Linked DNA regions of Mus musculus: regions 2, 3 and 4 are each linked to region 1. A link is a contact called in public promoter capture Hi-C data. All regions are on one chromosome and are shown on one strand. The core of a region is the stretch at or near the end of the contact, and the rest is flanking DNA. Distances in the headings are between cores, read along the strand shown. Region 1 holds the start of Alg10b (asparagine-linked glycosylation 10B (alpha-1,2-glucosyltransferase)). Region 2 holds the start of Twf1 (twinfilin actin binding protein 1). Region 3 holds the start of Irak4 (interleukin-1 receptor-associated kinase 4). Region 4 holds the start of Gxylt1 (glucoside xylosyltransferase 1).

What was found. Promoter capture Hi-C pulls out the DNA fragments that hold promoters and counts their contacts.
Region 2: a promoter capture Hi-C map of pre-B cells shows a contact between it and region 1. The contact joins the promoter of Twf1 here to the promoter of Alg10b in region 1. A contact is called at or near these places in 1 of 39 promoter capture datasets (pre-B cells) and 3 of 484 Hi-C or Micro-C datasets (B cells, CD4 T cells and erythroblasts).
Region 3: a contact with region 1 is called in a promoter capture Hi-C map of pre-B cells. The contact joins the promoter of Irak4 here to the promoter of Alg10b in region 1. A contact is called at or near these places in 2 of 39 promoter capture datasets (the C10 cell line and pre-B cells) and 2 of 484 Hi-C or Micro-C datasets (CD4 T cells and CD8 T cells).
Region 4: a promoter capture Hi-C map of pre-B cells shows a contact between it and region 1, with 6 times the contacts expected there. The contact joins the promoter of Gxylt1 here to the promoter of Alg10b in region 1. A contact is called at or near these places in 1 of 39 promoter capture datasets (pre-B cells) and 1 of 484 Hi-C or Micro-C datasets (Th1 cells).

What each region holds. Positions count from the first base shown.
Region 1 is chr15:90,222,815-90,225,996 of GRCm38.p6, forward strand. Alg10b (asparagine-linked glycosylation 10B (alpha-1,2-glucosyltransferase)) reads left to right here and starts at 1,497. Exons shown (of 3, transcript NM_001033441.3): 1 at 1,497-1,794; 2 at 2,843-3,040. The coding sequence starts at 1,624. Mir7648 (microRNA 7648) reads left to right here and starts at 1,546; the gene lies at 1,546-1,598.
Region 2 is chr15:94,588,335-94,591,516 of GRCm38.p6, forward strand. It overlaps Twf1 (twinfilin actin binding protein 1), which reads right to left and starts at 1,490. Exons shown (of 9, transcript NM_008971.4): 1 at 1,418-1,490. The coding sequence starts at 1,442.
Region 3 is chr15:94,542,128-94,545,309 of GRCm38.p6, forward strand. It overlaps Irak4 (interleukin-1 receptor-associated kinase 4), which reads left to right and starts at 1,533. Exons shown (of 12, transcript NM_029926.5): 1 at 1,533-1,699. It overlaps Pus7l (pseudouridylate synthase 7-like), which reads right to left and starts at 1,380. Exons shown (of 9, transcript NM_172437.3): 1 at 1,333-1,380.
Region 4 is chr15:93,273,676-93,276,857 of GRCm38.p6, forward strand. It overlaps Gxylt1 (glucoside xylosyltransferase 1), which reads right to left and starts at 1,504. Exons shown (of 7, transcript NM_001357006.1): 1 at 1,201-1,504. The coding sequence starts at 1,406.

The DNA.
Region 1 (3,182 bases), core at 247-2,746:
TCATCTTGTTCCACAAAAAAAAAAAAAAAAAAAAAAAGCTTAAATTAATAGAAAAGGTACCTGGCAGTTCTGAAACCTTACATTTTTAAATTTTGAAACGTTTCAGTTAACTAAGGAGAGTAGGGAGCACATATAAAAGGAGTTGGATGTCCAACCAAGTTCTTAGTGGCAATTATTCTGACGAGAATGTCTAGCATAGGAAGGCAGCCTTGTGCTCTTCCCTTTATCCATCATATCTAGCAAGGGCCAGAAGCTTCTATGGTATGCACTGGCCATGATTGAGCAAGCCCACTGGGCCTGAGGTCAATTGTAGACTAAATTATCTGGGAATGGTCTCAAATTGGTAAGTGTAACGTGTTCTCTGTAATCAAAGAGGATGTAAAGGGTGGAGGGAGTTAAGAAACGTCATCATGAATCCTAACGTAATTTAATTCTGGTTATTTCTAATAGTCGAGGAGAACTAGTAGAATACCCAGTTTCTTTTGATTCCAAGGTTGACAATTTAAAAGCAATCTCAGCTGCTATATGATGTGCTGCTGGCAAAATCAACCCGAATTTTCCAGAAGCTTTTCCTACAAAGCATCACCAACCATGCTGAAAACATACTTTGTCTTCAGCTTTCTTCAAATATCTTCCACCGTCAGTCTCAATTCCAATCTCACAATAAAGGGGTTATCTGAAGTCTCCGTAGCCCTCAACTTCATACATGTGAGCACTTTTTGAGACTACACACATAAATACTCCATCGCACCACACATTAAGATGCATAAGGGAAACGTACTCCAACAGAGACAGATATTAATGACTATTTATTACCTATTTTTAAGGACGACATTTACAGTGTCCCAGGCTGATCTAGAACTGGGAACAATCCTCCTGCCTCAGCCTCTCAAATGGGGCCAGTACAAGTGTGAGCCACCACTCACGGCAATAGCAACTAAAATTATATTCACGGAGGAGTGTTCCTCACCTACAAATGCCCCAACTCCTCACCAGGCACCAGGAAAATATTGCCCTGTAAACGAATAGATTCTTCAAAAGGGAAAGTCGCCCTGAAGCGAAGGGCTGGTTGTATGTTTCCATCTAAAAAGCATCAACCTTCATTATCAGCCAGAGACGATGAGAGGAAAAGCATTGTAATGATGGTTTTAGCGTCTCATCTCACTGGCAATGGAGAACAGGGATAACCGCAAACGAATGCAGTTTGGGAGCTTGGAGGTTAGAAAGCTGGGACCACTCATCGCCTTCTGGAGAGCAACAGACAACACAAGACACCCTTCTTTTCCAGAGCCTAGCGGCGGCGGCAGCATCACCTACAACAGCTCCCGCGCCCGAGCCCAGACCCGCCCCTCCCTCAGCCTCTGGCCACTCTGAGAGCTGCGAGCAGTGATTGACAGAGAAACCGTCCCGTCGTTGCATAAATGCTCCACTCCGGAACCGGTGACCCCCCCCCCCCCCACGCTTCCGTCCGACGCTCTCCCAGCATCCATTGCGTTGCGTCCTGTTCCCTGCTGTCCCTCGTCCCGCAGCGCTGGGCCTCTGAGCCCGCGTTCCGGGCTCGGCGCTCCGGGCTGCCCAGGGCTGGGCCCGGGACGCGGCTGCCCGCCCGCCCGCCCGCCCGCCATGGCGCAGCTGGAGGGCTATTACTTCTCGGCCGCCTTGAGCTGCACCTTCCTGGTGTCCTGCCTGCTCTTCTCCGCCTTCAGCCGCGCTCTGCGGGAGCCGTACATGGACGAGATCTTCCACCTGCCGCAGGCGCAGCGGTACTGCGAGGGCCGCTTCTCCCTGTCGCAGGTTGGTCTCTGCTGGCCCTGCCCCCGGGACGGATCCTCCCAACCTGTGCCTTTCCTCTCCCCGTCAGCCCTCCCAGACTTAAACCGTGAAGGGAGCTGCCTAGTGACTGTACCTAGCCTCGAGATTATGGCATATTTGTTAGGTGAATGCATAAAGATGATAGCTCCTCTTGGCAGTTGACCGATTTGTCTAACTAAGCCCTAGCACTAGAGACATGCAGGTGCTCCCTTGAACATGCATTAAAAACTACCTAAAGCTTAACCTATGAGGTTTTCCACCCGGTATTTTGAACGCGGAGTGGAGGATCTTAGGGCCCCCCAAAAGTTGATAGTTTTATTCTAACTTCATTCTTGGTCGTAGAAACTTACTGTTGTCTGGATTAAATTGGCAACTAGTCAGATTGCATCATTTAAAAAAATACATATCTGACTACAGAAATATGCACAGTGCAAAGAATCTTAAGATCCACCAGAGTTCTCATTATTGTTTGCCTGGTAGTTTGTAAAATTGGGACCTGGACAATTTAGTCGCAGAATATGCATTTTCTAAAGAGCAAGCCTTAGGAAGTAGAAATGAATAACTTACTGTCTGTTGGTTGTTGTCACCTTAATAATGGCAGACAGATTTGAGACAGGGAGCAAAACGTTCTTAAAATGGGGCTGGGGTGGTAGCTCAGTGGTTGAGAGCTCTTGCTGTTGTCCTGGAGAAGGCTACCAGACTTCTTTCTACCACAGTGAGCTGCTCACAACCATCTGTGACTCTAGGTCCAGAGGATCCAGTGCCACCTTCTGGCTTCCTCGGGTACCTGCATGCAGATGTTGCAAATAAGTATACTCAGGTGCATGGCACACACACTACATCTTAAAAATAAAACTTAAGAGATGTCTAGTCTGCCAGGATTTATTAATTATGTCATAGACGATCCTCTCCAAGTTCTTCATTATTAGGACAAATGAAACTTGATTATTTATTTATTTATCTTTTTTTGGCATTTTATATCAATGGGATAACTCTTGCTGTGCTTGACTGGTGGTCTTTTCTTTCTAAGTGGGATCCTATGATCACTACATTACCTGGCCTGTATCTGGTGTCGGTCGGTGTGGTCAAACCTGCCAGCTGGCTCCTTGGATGGTCTGAGCATGTGATCTGCTCCATTGGGGTGCTCAGATTTGTCAATCTTCTCTTCAGCGTTGGCAACTTCTACTTGCTGTATTTGCTCTTCAGGAAGGTGCAACCCAGAAACAAGGTATGTGCAGGATACAGTTACAACAAGTTTCCGTGCACTAAAGTCCACAGTGAGGAATTGGCTTTATAAGTTACGGAAGAAAATGTCTACCAGTTAGAGTGTTGGTGTCTGTTTTTCAAACCTAAGTGGAAATTCTCTACTC
Region 2 (3,182 bases), core at 240-2,739, 4.4 Mb after region 1:
TTAAACCTAGAAGTAGTTTAGTTTGTATTCACCTAAAGAAAACATAAATTAAAGAAACATGTGGAGCATACAGGCCCTTCTTATTGTTACTATAAAACAGAAGCATAAAATACCGGCCTTGGCGAGGAGCAAAAACTAAATACTAGCATTTAGAAGTACAGGAACTTCAACATTTTAGCCACAGAACTCAGTAGCAGAAGTAACACTAGGGTGAATGCTTTCAGTCAAACCCAGTAACAGACAAATTGCTCCATGTTTGAAAATGTTAACAAGTTGCTTCTAATAGTCCAATTTTAAGTTTGTGATGTGTGCTCCTTCATCAAATCATGTCCTGTATCTGTCCATCAAGAACAACAGGATCAAATCTCATATACTGATTAAAGAAAAAACCTGTAAAATACACTAGATCTTACATTTTTCTTGCATCTCTTTGTAAAAAGTTATAGAAGCCACCCAGGAAATAAACATTTAATAACCTATCCCTTGTGTAGTCATCATTGCTTCAAATTCGGTCTTGTGTTGTTGATTGCCAAGCAAGACTAATATTTATGTCTTGTTATATAAAAGGCTCAAACATTAAACAATAATTTTGATATATTTAAATGTCATAAGTAACACGGGGGAGATTAAGTGTTGTTAGATCGGAGACTATTTTTGCCTGCATGTGCACAGAATTAAGTGGTAGTGTCAAAAACCCTTAAAACACAAAACAAGTTATTAAGTGGTCACCCGGGGGAAAGGCTCGGTTAACTATTACGGGAAGTGCTCTAGTTTATATTAGAACTCGTTAAATAACCCCGGGATATATTATTTGATTCCGTAGGAGGTTGAGTACGTCCAAGTTGCCTATTTTCCAACCAGGAAATAATAAACGGCGAGTAAGATACACAAGTAAACTGCACATTCGACTGTCTCCACGGGGTTCATGAGGTGCAGCTACACAGATCAGACTTTGCAGCTGCCTGGGGTGCAAGCATCCAAAGATGGAAAAACACTCCCTACTCGGGATTTCTCCGGAAGGAAGGCACACCCGCGTTCTGAGAGAAAAATCCGGGGAGTTCGGGAGGCAGCCTACAGCGGTGGGAGCTGTTTGGTTTTCAAACGATCTGAGTGCTGGAGCAATCTCCTTTGGCGGGTCCCGAGGAAAAAGTCGCTCGGCTGGCCGGCGGCAGGAGCCCAGCCAGCTTCGGTCTTCCTGCTCTCGGCACGGGGGCCGGGATGCAGCGGGGTCGCCCGGGACATCCTCACATCCTCGGTTCTCTGGCAGCCACCACCGGCCTGTTACGTGGCGGCCGCCGGGGAGGGCCGCGAGGGACACAGTCGGGGCCGTCGCACCCAGAGCAGCTCCAATGCCGTGCGCGCCTCCAGCGTTCCGGCCCGCAGCCTCCCGGGAGCCCCTGCCCCGTGGCGCCGTTACCTTGGATGCCTGTCTGGTGGGACATGGCGGCGGCCCCAGGCTCCCGGCTCCGGCGCAGGGTGCGGTAGCGGCCCCGGCCGGCGGATCCAGGAAGTAGCGGCTCCGCCTGTGCGTCATCGGCCCGCGACTCTCAGCCCCGCCCCCAGCACCAGCCCCGCTCTCCAGCGCGACATAGACCCCGCCTAGGATCCCGCCCCCTGTTCTTTCACTGGCTACTTTCATTGTCGTCACAAGCCCCGCCCCTTAAGCCATTGGCCATGCCCTTTCCCGGCAATCACCCCCCCTTGCCCCCCCCCCCCCCCCCCCCGCTGCTGTTTCTGTCCAGGATGCACCTTCTGGCAGTGGGCTGTGTGTCTATCACACGCCGCAGCGACACACCTCATCAAAATGCTTTAGAGGGAAAAATGGCCATTTTCCGAAACAAACGCTTTCTACATGAAAGACATATCCTTTGCTGTAAAGAAAAGACCATTTTAAGGCGAAAGATAAAACAGTTAAACATTTGCAAAGCAAGATGGGGCTCAAGACCACTCCTGGCCCACTTTAAAATAAGAGACTGTAGAGTTCTCCATTATTTTCCCCGTGATTTGAATCTCAAGCTGTTCACTTTTCAATTGGTCACTATCACACAAAACCACTGTTCTCACCTCAAAAAAGAGAAAAAAAAGTCTATTCTGAAATCAAATATGTGCCCTATCAGGCGGGGAGGAGGCACTAATTCAGGTGACACCCCATCCCAAATATCATGTTTCAACTTGGTAACAGACTTATGAATTTTTTTTTTAGTACCAGAACAAAAGAAAATCACAAATCATCTTTAAAATATATTTGGTGGGGACATGGGGCTATACCCAAAGTGGCGAAATTTCTGCTACTGGTTCAGATATTATCTGAAGAGGGCATCTTTAACCTTTCAATGGGAGAAGCTAAGTGGTCTGTACATTTCCAAGGATGGACTCAGAAGTGGCTAGTAACTGGGATGGCCCAAGATAATTCAGCTTAGGACCTACACCACAGTCCTACACAATCAGGCACTTCTAATCAGCTAGGCAACCTTTTTGAGTCTTGAACAGGTTTGGGGTGGCTTTTTTTTTTTTCTGGAAATTTCAGCTCATAGCACTTTAAGAGACCTCATTGTCCTTTCTCTGGTTCCCCCAAAGAACTGAGTGTGAAACCACTGAGCCATTGAGCTGACCTGAATATCTCTCTGTGGTCAGCTCTACCCTTGGAAACCATTAACAGAGCTTTGCTTTAGGTTAGCCTTTGATTGCTTCAAGTCAAATGTGTGTTCGTAGTTACCTGGATGCAATACATTTGTATGGAAACAGCAGACAGGAGTTACCGTTCTTTCTCACTGTACACTTTTATCGGCATGCATTCCCCTGTGAAAGTTTATTCTATTGTTTATTTTTATGTATGTTTTCTAAGTAGAACTCTAGCTCTAGATTTTAAAGCCTTGGACTAATAAATATATTTATTTTTTTATATTCAAACTCGATTCAGGCAAATGACATAATGACAAGGTATGGAGTCCCTCTTCGAGTATAAAGCATTTTAAATAAGCCACTAAATAGGCCTGCAACTGCTTTTCTTTGTGGAGACCATAAGGGAAAAAAAAATGCTGTGTGCTGGTGCTTGTGATCTCAACTCGGTTCCTTTAACAGATCTTCACACCATGGATTAGCCCCATAAAATCTGGGTTTGGGGACTTCCTTGGGAGGTGTTCCATTCCAACACGGTCTTCCCAGCGGCGTAATGGTCCAGC
Region 3 (3,182 bases), core at 283-2,782, 4.3 Mb after region 1:
GGAGCAAACTTCAGAGACTGTGGTAGTGTTTTTATACATTGGAAATTAGATCACGAAGAAGGATAAGAAAGGAAAGTCTATAATAAATAGTTACGTGAACTTCTCTGTACACTTCAAGGTCGGATAAGTCAGTCCTGGTCCCTCATCTTGTTCTAAATTCTCTACAGGAAAGATACAAACATCTCAAGCTAATGAAAGGGAATTTCTACCAAGTCACTGGCATAGAAGAAAAGAAAGTCTCATGGTGTTTTCTTGGAGCAGCGGCCCAAGGCCAATTCTATAGGGAATGAATCACAGTCCTCACACAATCTACTCTCTCCACGACACACGGAGCCCTGAGAGAGCAGCTTCACTGCCTAGCTCTTGTATTTCCCAGACTTTACAAGTAATTGATCATCTACATCCTCAGACATTTTCACCCACCAATAATCTAATCTATAGGATTCATCTATAAGCTTTAGGAACCTGTTTTCTTTTCTTTCACACACACACAAAGAAAAAAACTGATTTAATTTCCTGTATAGCATGACTAGCTAATGTGTTCATTATTTACTGTCCATCTTCTTCAACTTAAAGTGTCAGTTCCACATGAGCCAGAATTCTGACTAGCCCATATTCAGAACAGCACCAAGGACATAGTAGGTCTGCAGTAGATACTAGTTGAACAGATACAAGTAGAACACAGTAAGAGCGTTAATGGTGACAAGAAAGAAAGAAGTGTTAACTTTTGTCTATGATAATCAGGAATGGTATATAATAAACTGCTACTTGACTTTGGAAATAGTTCAAGAGACAGAAGCGGGGTAGAAATACCACGTGCAAGTACAATCAAGACGGGCACTGGGGGGGGGGGGGGGAAGGGGGAAGCCCTGACACAGAGCAGAGGGGATAGGGAGAATACAGCTGAAGTAATGCTGACAAGGAAAGATAGTGAACACCCTGTCAAAGGTTGGCATCTGCCCCCGTGGAGTTGTTTCTAATGGCAGATGGAAATCAGCAGTCAGCTCTGACCAAGTCCACAGGGGTCCTCGGAACCCTAGGGATTGTTGGAAAAGAAAGACCATAGGACGGCTTTCCAGGCTACACGTGGGGACAGTGCAGCACGAAGGCATGGCAGTCAAGCAGCTAGTCAAGAGGCGGGCAGACAGGGCACGTGGGGGCGAGGGTGGCAAGAGCTCCTCCTCCGCTCCGCGGGGCGAGCCGAGGCTGCAGAGGGACTCCCACCCCAACCCCACCCCGCTCCCTGGGCGCCGCCACCACGCCTCCCTCCCCGGTCCAGCAGTCTTGGATCCACCGGTGACCCGGCATCCTAATAGACTCTGTGAGCTCTACCTCGCTTCCGTGAGAAAGTGGTCCGCCGAGTGACACAGTGCGCATGCCCAGAAGCCTTTCCGCCGCCTAGCCTCTTACAGGGACATTTAAAGGGACAGGCTCCGGTTGGTGTAGCTCTTCCCTGGGTGGAGCTCGGGGAGGGAAAGGCGTGGCCTTCCGGATTGGCTCCGCCCCTATACTCTCACCCTTAGCTGACCTGCCCTCCCTGTCCCACAGGGGGATATGATGCCCCGGTGACCCGCAGCATCCCGATCGCAGGCAGTCTGAAGTCGCCTGGTGGTCCTGCGTCCTCCACCCCCGAGTCCTCGCCGGACCGTGGCGGGACGCCGATCGCCTTGTCCAGGAAGCGAGGGACGTCCGAGAGGAAGTAGGTTGTATGAGGAAGGCTGATCTCAAGCCACGATCTCTCCGCTGTCCTCTGTCCCGGGCCGGGTTGGTGATCAGTCGCTTCGCTCCAGAACCAGGAAATGGGCGCACTCGGGCAGAGGAGGCTTGGGGAGCCCCGCAGCCTCTGTGCGCTGCTCTGCCGCCGGAGTGTCTCGCTTGCTCGCTATGGGGAGCATAGGAAGCTAGCTGTAGTCAGACAGTCCAACAGGTAGAGGGAGAGGTAAGCGCAAGACAGATTGGAAGCAAGAGAGGGGCAGGAAAAGCATTCCCAAGAGAGCAAGAAAGCACCATTAGCTTTCGGAATGGACACAGTGGCCCCAAAGCAGGAAATTTAAAAAAAAAAAAAAATCGATTTTTCCGTTTCTGGGAGTAATTCTTCAAGATGTATGCCAAAGAGCTCAGGGTTTTTTTTTTTAATTCTCCTATTTTCATGCTAAACATTTTTGCTTCCTACATGTTTCAAGACTGATCTGATCACTCCGGCCAAACTTGGGCCTCCCAGTCTTGTCTTTGTTGTGTTCCCTGTTCAAACAGAAACAAACAAAAAACAAACAAACAAAACAACTTAGGAGATGAATTCGCACTCTACAGTAGCACAGACTTCTGTTGACTGCACTGCAGACAACAACGGACTGAACCGCTGAGCCTGTAAGCCAGCCCCAATTGAATGCTGTCCTTTATAAGAATTGCCTTGGTCATGGTGTCTCTTCACAGCAATGGAAACCCTAACTGAGACAAGTCACCAACTGGGAACCAAGTACTCAAATGAGGGACGATGGAATCCCCTCCTGTTCAAACCACCGCAGGCAGCGTTTAACAGACTGCCAAATGCATTCTCAGCTTGCTACCTTCTTCCATCATTAGAATAAAACTCCCCTGTGTTCTTGCCTCCCTTTTCTCCCTATTCTTCCTAACGTTTTATTTTTCAGGCACCTGGATTAATATCTGTCACAGATAGGACATGTCTTGGTGAATGGATGACATTATACATTTTAGTATACCCAAAGCGTTTTAGTGGCCACTGAAGTATGTCAGTGTTTAGAAATTGTGGACATCTCTCGGCATCTCAAAGGTCTTTTGGCAGATGCATCAGGAACAAACGGGGCTGCTGTAGGGTGAGAGGCATTGGGACAGCTAGTGTAGAACATGGTTGTTTGGGTATGGGGGAAGTTCAGACTGCGTAAAAGTATAAGGAAGAAGTGACCAGGGGGAGGGGCCAGAGTGGGAAGAAACCAAAAATTCTTATATAGGAGGAAGCTTGCTGGGCTTTTTGTTTTTGTGGGGTTTTTTTGTTTTTTTTTTTTGTTTTGTTTTTTGTACTTTGTTGTTATTGTTGTTGTTTGTTTTACTTTGCATTTTTTTTTTTTTGGTCTGTTCCCTGTGTCTTTGGGCCCCATCTCAATCCACAAGCATTGTTCACAGAGGAGAGGGCACAAAGGTCACCCCTAGCAGTCAGGTCTAGT
Region 4 (3,182 bases), core at 254-2,753, 3.1 Mb after region 1:
CTCAAACACTGTCCTTACCATTTAAAAATGTTTTCCTTCCAAGTTGGATTTTTTTTCCCCAAATACTTCTTATGTAATTCTGGGCAATTAATACTTTTGTTTTGTTTTGTTTTGTTTTGTTTTTTGAGACAGGGCTCCTCTGTAGAGCCCCGGATATCCTGGACATTGCTCTGCGGACCAGGCTGGCCTCGAACTCAGAGATCTGCCTATTTCTGCTTCCCGAGTGCTGAAATTAAAGACATGCACCACCACCGCCAGGCTTTTAAATGTGTAGCCCAGGCTGGCCTCGAACTCATGGTCCTCCTGCCTCCGCTCTCCTCGGCAAATCCTACTGGGGGTCTGGGGGTGTAGGTTGTAGGCAGTGGAACCTGAGAGCACACCTATACCCCACATTTCTCTGACTACAATCAAACCATAAACCAAGAGCTCACTATCTCCATGCTAGCTTCTCTTTTACCCGCTTCCCGCTGGAAAAGACCATCAACTCTCAGATGCTACATAGACAACAGCTCAAAGTGGATGTACTCTTTTTACAATTCCTGTCTTCCACTCTCCAATTAGTTGGTCTCAGAACTGCCCAAACACAGGAATCCACCAAGGAGGCAGTGCGAATTAAGTAAACTGCCCAAACAGTTTTCCATTTAAATTTCATGATTCTAACCGTGGCAGTGACTTATGCAAATCCACCAACTCATTATGCTGTGTTATAAATATTCATTTCTTTTTTTTTAAAGTGATTTCTTCATACCTTACTCCTCCCATAGATATAAGCATATTAAGTATCACTCATGTTTCTGAACTTCCTTTACGTTTCCAAAAAAACGAATATTTTCAAAATAAAAATTCACAGCTCGCTTTATGCCACATCCAGATTTCTTTAGCTACGGCTACTGATAAAAAGCTAAGATTTAGGCGGAAAATTTAGACACCTGGGAGGTGGAGGGCTCAACTAGGGCGCCAGCCTGATTCTCAAATTACTCAGCTTCGACTCCATGGAAACAGGAGGGAATCCCACTAGCCGCAGTGTAATTAGGATTTTGTGGGACACCACTTACTTCCAACGAACCTTTCAGAAAGTTGCAAAGCGATTCAATTTCTAACTGGTCTAACACTGAATCTGAAGCCAGCCAGCCAGTGCTCGGTGATGGAGCGGCGCGTCCGGCCCTCCCAGACCTCCACTCCCGGCAATGCGGCTCATACCTGCCCGTCCGGCCCGGGCCCGCGCTGCCCGCGCCTCTCCCCGTGCCGCGTCCACCGTCCGCCAGCCAGGAAACTACCGCGGCCTGCGGCCTGCGGCCCCCGGCAGCTCCTTCCTCCAAGGACACCGCGAGCTGGCTGAAGGCGTACAGCAGCGAGCAGAAGCCGCAGGCCAGGCACAGCCCTACGACCCGCAGGTAGCGCCGCATCCCGGCCCGCGCTGCCGCCACCGCCGCTGCCGCCGTCACCGCCGTCACCGCCGCCGCCGCCGCGCCCGCCCGGGCGAACTACGAAGAATCGCAACGCGCAGCCGCAGCGTGACCAGCCTGGTTCCCGCCCCTCCCCGCTCCGCCCCTCCGCCCGAATCCCCGCCAGGTCCCACTCGGTCCCATGCCGCCCAAGCCCAGCACCCCACACGACACGCCCCTAGCCCTGCCATGCCCCGCCCCGCTCACAGCCCCTCCCACATCCGGCGCAGGCCCCGCCTCTGTTTCAAACCACAGCCCCTGCCTGGTATTGTCCCGCCTCCGGGCCACGCCCCAACGCCCGGCCAAGGCTCCGCCTCCGCAGCGCACCCGGAAGCGGAGCTGAGCGCTGGCGCTCTCCCGGCCTTCACGCCGAGCCTTGAGATGGATGCTGGTTCCTCTTTACAGATTGCCCGGCTCTGAGCTGTGGACAAGTGTAGCGAAAGAAGCAGGGCTGTAGGCCCTTGCCCTAAATCTGCGATTTTTCTTTGCGCAGTTTGTGGCGCTGGGCAACTTGAATTCTCAGGCATCGCTGCGTTGACTAAAAAGAAACCGTGGTTACCGCACTTGCTAACTCTTCCTCGACCCATCCTGCTCCTCACGGACCTCAGCGTCGGGTCTAAAACATCTGTGCTTCGTGGGATGTCGTAAGGCGGCGGTAGTGCAATGGTGCTTTGCTTGCCCATCCACACAAGGCTGGGAAGGCAGCCTTATTAGACGTTGCTGACAAATCATTTGCATACCCAAAGCAAAACTGGTCCTCTCCAAACCCGGCCTCCCTTCCTTCCCGCCACACTCCACGCCTTGAGCTGGGTCACGCTGAAGCCTCGTAGGGACCTAGGGACGGGGAGGAAGGCAGATATTGAGAATGTGCAGCTCGGGGACTTTGGTACGGGAGACCTGTGGACGATTTAACAAAGCTTAAACTCTATGATTATTCTTAGTCCCTTAATAGGCTTTCGTTGACCAATCGTGTCATACCCAACATACTTTTGGCTCAAAACCTTTAAAGCAACCTCATCGAATCAATGGTTTCCACCATTCTGAAAGCTTAAAATGTCATTAGATGAGATCTGACACCTGTCAGTTTTTCCTGTTTGCTATAATCAATCTGATGGTCCAACCGGTATCTGGAAACTGCCTTAACTTCTGACTTTATTCTGTATTGGAACGTGTTATTCCACCCAACCCGAATCCATGTTCCCAGGCAATACACACGCCATTCACATCTGGTGCAAAAGCTCTTATTCCCTTTTGAAGAAGGCTGTTGTACAAAGACAGGATAGCCACCGGGTGTGGACACGCCCCAAAGTGAGTCGCTTGTACCTTCCAGTTAGTATAGCAGAGTATTCCTGAGCGAGGGTGGCCCTCTTAAGAGAAGGAATTCTAGACTGAGCGAGCAATGAAAGCGGCTCTCGTATTCAGGAGACTGAGAAGCGCGATGCCAGGATGAGTCCGCAAGAAAGGACTCGGGGAGTGGTTAAGACTGCAGAGAGGGATAGCAGTTACTCTTGGAAACTCTTGGAAGTTTGAACTTGATCTGCTTGAAGGTTTTTAAGGAAGGAAGGAAGATGATCACATTTGCATGTTAGAGAGCGAGTCTGGTTGGAGTGAAGGCTGGGACAGAGATGAGAGATTGGAGTAAGCGAATCCAGAGCCAAAACTGAGACTTAAACACTTAAAAATCCACTTAAAATGCACACAAGATATACTTGAACACACTTAACCTGCACATGCACC